2 separate regions of the Arachis hypogaea genome follow, and region 2 is linked to region 1. Evidence: chromatin contacts called from public Hi-C data. All regions are on one chromosome and are shown on one strand. The core of a region is the stretch at or near the end of the contact, and the rest is flanking DNA. Distances in the headings are between cores, read along the strand shown. Region 1 holds the start of LOC112743566 (laccase-2). Region 2 holds the start of LOC112743571 (probable WRKY transcription factor 49).

Region 1 (3,084 bases), core at 401-2,900:
CACCTCAATTTACACTCAACAAAATGATCCCCAAACCATCAAATTCAATCATTTACAGTCAATCAAGTTCGAACCTACTCAATCCATACATTGCAACTCTAAATCATCAACTTCTCATCTCAAATCCTCAATTCTGTTATTCTAACAAATCATTACCAATATCTACATACTCAATTCCATAATCACCATTTCAAGCTCATGCATCAACATTCAATACATTCATCACTTACCAAACTTATCTTTCATGGCCTTCGGCCCAAATTCACATCCTCCGGCCCAACATTCATTTATCCGATCAACTTAATAATTCAACAATTCATCAATTCATAATTTTAATCATTAATTCATACTACATTCTCATACAAGTAGTCACATCTCAATTCACAATTACCACATTTAATTTCTATCCAATCGCACAATTCAATATTATTCCTAGGGGTACCTAGCCTAGGATTTCATGTCACATTACATGATACTTAAATGAAATTTAAACCGTACCTTCATGATGACGGTTCACACCTAACACTTGGGTTTTCTTCTCAATGACACCCATGCTCCAAACAAGCGAGGTTTATCCAAAAGCTTCGCAAGCCAAAATCAAGGTCCTAATGTGTACCAAAATCACCCAACAACTCTAGTGTAACTAATTTCACACATATATCAACTTAGGATTCATAAAATTTGATAAATCACAAGGGTTTAGTGAATTCTTACCTTATCTACTGGAAAATTGGGATGGAACTCACTAATAGCTCATACTAAAGCACTCCTAAACCATCAAAATCACAAAATCTCTAAAATTTTATTAATAAAACAAGAATTGTGTAAAATTGATTAATAAATGTATAATTTAAAAAAAAATAAAAATCTCTAAAATCAATTTTGTAACTTATTTTATTATTTTTTTCAAAAAATTTAAGAAAGAAAAAGAAAAAATTTTGATATTATAATTTGAAAAAAAAGTTACATCATGATAAATTAATTAATTTAACAAAATTTAGACTAGATTAAAAGTTAAAATTAACCATGATAAGTCAATTTATTTCATTTAATAATAAAAAGACATGTCATAAAGAGTAACTTACTCTTTAATTTAGAGAGTTAAATAGAATTCACCATATAATAATTATTATAGAACTTATTTAATTTATATTTTTACAATAATTATATATTTATTATTATTATTATATATATTATAATAATTATTATATATTTTTTATGATTATTAAAATTTTTTAAATATAGAATATAAAATAATTAATATTAAATTGTCATTAAAATATTTTTTAACGACTATTTTTATTCTCACTAAAATCAAAATGAACGGTATTAAGTTATTGTACAAGGACGGTGCATCCAAGTGCATCCACGTTAAGCACTTAATTAGTCTTTACACTAGAAGCAAACTTTTTATGTTATATATTGTTTTTGGAGACAAGACCGTGTATACACTCATCCAATGTTATAAGAGTCATTGTGATATCAAAAATCTTAAGTACTGGATGGCATGCACCTCAAAATTATTACTTCACATCCACTCTAAAATTCAGCTAGACCTAAAGTTATGTCTACCAGACATTACCACCACAAAACAAAAATAAATAAATAAATAACAACAAAGATCAAATTAAAGTGTCTCATTATTTTTGGAATATCCTCTCTATATATATGAAGTCGGAAGTGAACTCAGTCATCCCAACCATAAAACACATACACAAGAAATTGCATAATGGACTTTCTCCACCTCCCATCATTTGCATCTATGAGAGTTCTTGTCTTTGGTTTTTGGGTTGTAACTTTATTTTCTGAGTTTGCAGTTGGCATAACAAGGCACTATACATTCAATGTACAATATTTAACAAACTCATGCTTAGCTTCTGAAAGTTTATTAGTTCTTTCTATCAATTGCATTATTTTATTCATCACTATACCATACTAATTTTTTATGCTACCCTTTTCCATGTGAAGATTGAGTATTTGAACGTCACAAGATTGTGTCACACAAGGACTATTCTGAGTGTGAATGGGAAATTCCCAGGACAACCATTAGTGGCAAGGGAAGGTGATAGGGTGTTGGTTAAGGTGGTTAACCATGTCTCCAACAATGTAACCATTCATTGGTATGTTTGCTTTGTGTTCTCATTGTTTATTTTGAAGCCAACCCAAATTCCTGATTAATTAAAACAACAGTTGCGACTCTTCTAATATTGCTATTGTGAACTGGGATGATGCCCATTACATTATTTGTAATAATATCATAATGACTCTAACTGCCACCATTACATACATATAATTAGAGCATAAGTACAAATGCACTCATAATTATAACTCTAATTTAAAACTACACACGAGTTTAATTTTGCAGGCATGGGATTCGGCAGATAACAAGTGGTTGGGCAGATGGACCAGCATATGTGACACAGTGTCCCATACAAAGCAATCAGTCCTACACATACAATTTTACCATTACTGGCCAAAGGGGAACCCTTCTTTGGCATGCTCACATTTCATGGCTTAGAGCTACCATTTATGGACCCATCATAATCCTCCCTAAGCATAAAGACCCTTATCCGTTTGAGAAACCACATAAGGAAATCCCTATCATTTTCGGTATTATTTATATAGCATCACACCACTCATATATGTATTTTATATCTATTATTTGAAAAATCATATATTCTAACCAACTCCCTCTATTTTAAACTAAGAGTCGCTTTTATTGTTATAATACATTAAAAATTAAGGTATCTGAATTTAGAACTATTTTAAATTTATATACATTAATTTTTAAATATATCAAAAAAAGTCGAAGTGATATTTATTTAAAATGGAGGATTTTAAAATAAACGTCACTTTTTTTTATGATATATTTAAATAATTAATGTATCAAGAATTCAAGATCTAGTTAAATTTACATTAATTTTTTATTGTCGTGTAATATAATTATAGAAAAGTATGAATATCAATATACTATTTGTCAATTTATTGTTAATAATAATTAATTATTATATTTTAAACACATATATAAGGAGACATATTCAGAAAATACATTATAAAGATATTTTTATTAGACATAGCCATAAA
Region 2 (3,329 bases), core at 633-3,132, 440 kb before region 1:
CCTTTTTAGTTTTTATACCATTCTCTATCACCCATCATAAACCTATCAAAAATACCGTTCATTGAAAATCCCAATATTTGGTAATTAGTAACTGCTGATTACCAAGGATATTTATCAGTGTTTTTAGTAAATCTATGTGACATAAAAATTAAATAAATAAATAATGTTTGTTTCACGTTTTGAATACATTTTTTTTATGCCGATATAAAAAATAAGAGGAAATTTTAGGAGTTAACCAATATTATACAACTAATATTACAATTAATATTTAATATAAAAAATATTTAAAATTCTTAAAAACAAGAATATCTAAAACTCAACTAAAAAAATATATCCAAAATTTAATTCGATAAAATCTCATATTTAGTGGATTTGATATTAGACTTGTTTAATAATTTACTATCTATAATATTAACTAAAATTGACTATTATAGTGTTAATTATTTCTCTAGTATTATTTAGAATATAAATCTTTATCTTTTTGAATAATACATATAGAAAAATATAGAAAAAAGATATATACAAAAATAATACATATAACATTCCTCCTCCATATCAAATAATATACCATTCACTATTGATTTGAATGTTTAAGGTGTTGTTGCAAACAATTGTAATGGTTAATTGTGTAACAAAAGTTACCAAATTATATATATATATATATATATATCCTAATAGTAAATCTGACTATAACTAACATGCTTTCTGGCACTGGCAATGTATATCGTGTTCAATTTTTTGTTGGAGTAGCTTATGAAATGAGCTTTGCAAGAGATGGAAATTGGAAATTGGAATAACTAGTTCTGTTTCAACAAAGAATTTTAAGAATGCATAAATTCTGTGCAATGTGTTAAGTTAAACAGAGGAACCCAAATGTGAATGAAATTATGCTAGGTAATCAATGACTTTTTTGAACAACATAAATAACGGGCTTTAAAATTGGTTCTGAAGTAAAATATACTACACTCTAACTTACTCACCTAAATTTTAGTGTTAGAATAACTATTTGCACACCTAGTGAATTGAACATCCGATATATTCATTGTTCATATTATTTAATATTTTTATTATCTACCTATACTTTTCCACGTGAATAATGCTCATTTTTGGTGTATCACAAAAAAAATCAAATAAATACGTAGAAGAAAGAATCAGTATTACCTAGGATTTGGGCTATTCTTAATAGATTTTTGACCATACTTCCTCCACTTATATCCATCATCACCCATCCCATTGCCAAAGCACTTGAATTTGAGCGTATACTTGTTCTCAATTTTACTCAAACCCCTTTCCAATATGGAAACCCTGAAACAACATATTCATAAAAAATTGGAGTCCAATTCACAAAGTTAACACTACATTAGTTCTATTGATGAATACAAATTAAATATACCTTGCTGATGAGAGGTGTTCCAAATGCTGATCGCTTGGGTGGTTGTCACTATTATTGATCACTGACAAAGCATTTTCAAAGTCTGAGATTGTAGGACCTGAGTAAATGTTGGATATGAACCTGTTAATGGCGTGGTCATAATCATCACCGTCACCATCATCGGTATTTGAAAAATAAGAAGGCGGCGGCCTTATTATTGAGTTGTAGTGGTCCGAAGGCGGAAGAAGAAGAGGAGTGGCATCATCTAAAAGCTCTTTAACAAGGTCATCATCCTCTGACCCTTCTGAACAAGAAGAATTGGAATTAGAATTAGAAGACATTAGTATGACTTCCTCCTCCTCCATCATCATCGTCATCAATGCATTTGTTGTTGACTCAACCATTTATTATTTATTAGGAATTTGGACTTTGGAAACTAAGAAGAGGAGGGTATGAATAATGAAGAAAGAGAAAGAAGGATAGGAAATTTAAGAGTGGAGCAGATGAGGCAGGTTGTTGTGACGTATAATCCCCCTATTTGACTTTAAAGTAAGGGGAGGTGTTGTGGCTGTTTTTTGTATGTATTCTACTTTGACTTCCTTGGACAATATTTCTAATCAATTTCCAAATGCTGTCACCATCATATTTTTCATCATGGGGCCATTTCTTTCTTTGTTTTTTTTTTAAAGAAAAGTTACAAATACCTTTTTTATTGGAGCATTTTAAACTAGTGTTGAAGATTTTACTCACAAAGAATAAACACTTATCTTAAATATATTAGGTTTAACACTCAACAATTATATTTTGATTAAATTTCCTTTAACATAAAATATACATGATTCGATATGAATTATTCGAACCCTACAAATCATTAATTTTAATTAAACTTGGCCAAATCAATAGGTCAAATTAATTTTTAAAGTGATCCTTAAAATTAGTTATATATATTAAAATAATTTTTAAAATTTTAATAATACTAATTATGTCTTTGAAATTGATAAAAATAAATCACATTAGTTTCTAATAGAATGATTAGTCACTCGATAACAAAAGATAAAGATACTAACATAAAATATTTTTATCAATTTTAAAAATATAATTGATACAATAATTAAATTTCAAAAACTGTTTTGATATATATGCAGCCTATTTAATGGCAAAAATATTATTTGTACACTAAAATTAACTATTAAAATCAGTCATCAATGTATTTATGTATAAATACATAATTTAATTTATTTTTAATATATATTTATATTCTAACATGTATTTTATATTAGTGACTGAGTTTAGTACATAAATAATATAATCCATTTAATGGAGCACTCTAAGAACTTAACTAAGGTGGTTTTGTTGCGAGCTTGGTCTGGCTAATGACTCGACTTGGTTGATTCACCAAATTATTGGATCTTTTTTTATGACTGATTAGATCAAAACGAGTTTAATAAAAATTACAATTTATAGGGATTACGTACATTTATCATAATTATTAGAATTTCTTAGACCTATATGGCTAAAAACGAGGCCATGTCAACCGTGAATATGTAACATTGTAATTTACTAGATGGAATCCAAGCATTGAATATTTGAATTTCATCAGTGCCCTTTATTTTGGTTTCTCGTTTCATGATTTCTTGTAGTGTCTCTTTTTCACCTCTTTAATAATTTACTTATAGTTACAGGTAACTTGGTCTATTATATGGCTGTGCTTTTAGATTATTTTTGGGAATTGAAATGATGGAGTCCATACAAACAAGATATCCTGCTGTGCCCTCGTTTTGGATGTGGGTTTGACTTTTTTTTTTTAAGAAAAACAAAAAAAAAATAATCTATGGTACTGTTATGTGCAGGCTGTGTTTTCATTTAAATGTTTATTTGTCCTGTTATATGATGGGATAGATGCATCACAATGGACAAAGAGCTAGTTGACAACCCAATTTCAACCCAAGGCAAGAGT

Evidence for each region. Hi-C and Micro-C count contacts between places; a contact is called where the count stands out from the background.
Region 2: a contact with region 1 is called in a Hi-C map of an unstated tissue, with 5 times the contacts expected there. The contact joins the promoter of LOC112743571 here to the promoter of LOC112743566 in region 1. A contact is called at or near these places in 2 of 8 Hi-C or Micro-C datasets (leaf and an unstated tissue).

The regions. Positions count from the first base shown.
Region 1 is chr14:99,828,123-99,831,206 of arahy.Tifrunner.gnm2.J5K5, reverse strand. LOC112743566 (laccase-2) reads left to right here and starts at 1,650. Exons shown (of 6, transcript XM_025792827.2): 1 at 1,650-1,846; 2 at 1,969-2,120; 3 at 2,366-2,610. The coding sequence starts at 1,730.
Region 2 is chr14:100,271,091-100,274,419 of arahy.Tifrunner.gnm2.J5K5, reverse strand. It overlaps LOC112743571 (probable WRKY transcription factor 49), which reads right to left and starts at 1,882. Exons shown (of 3, transcript XM_025792836.3): 1 at 1,394-1,882; 2 at 1,162-1,305. The coding sequence starts at 1,776.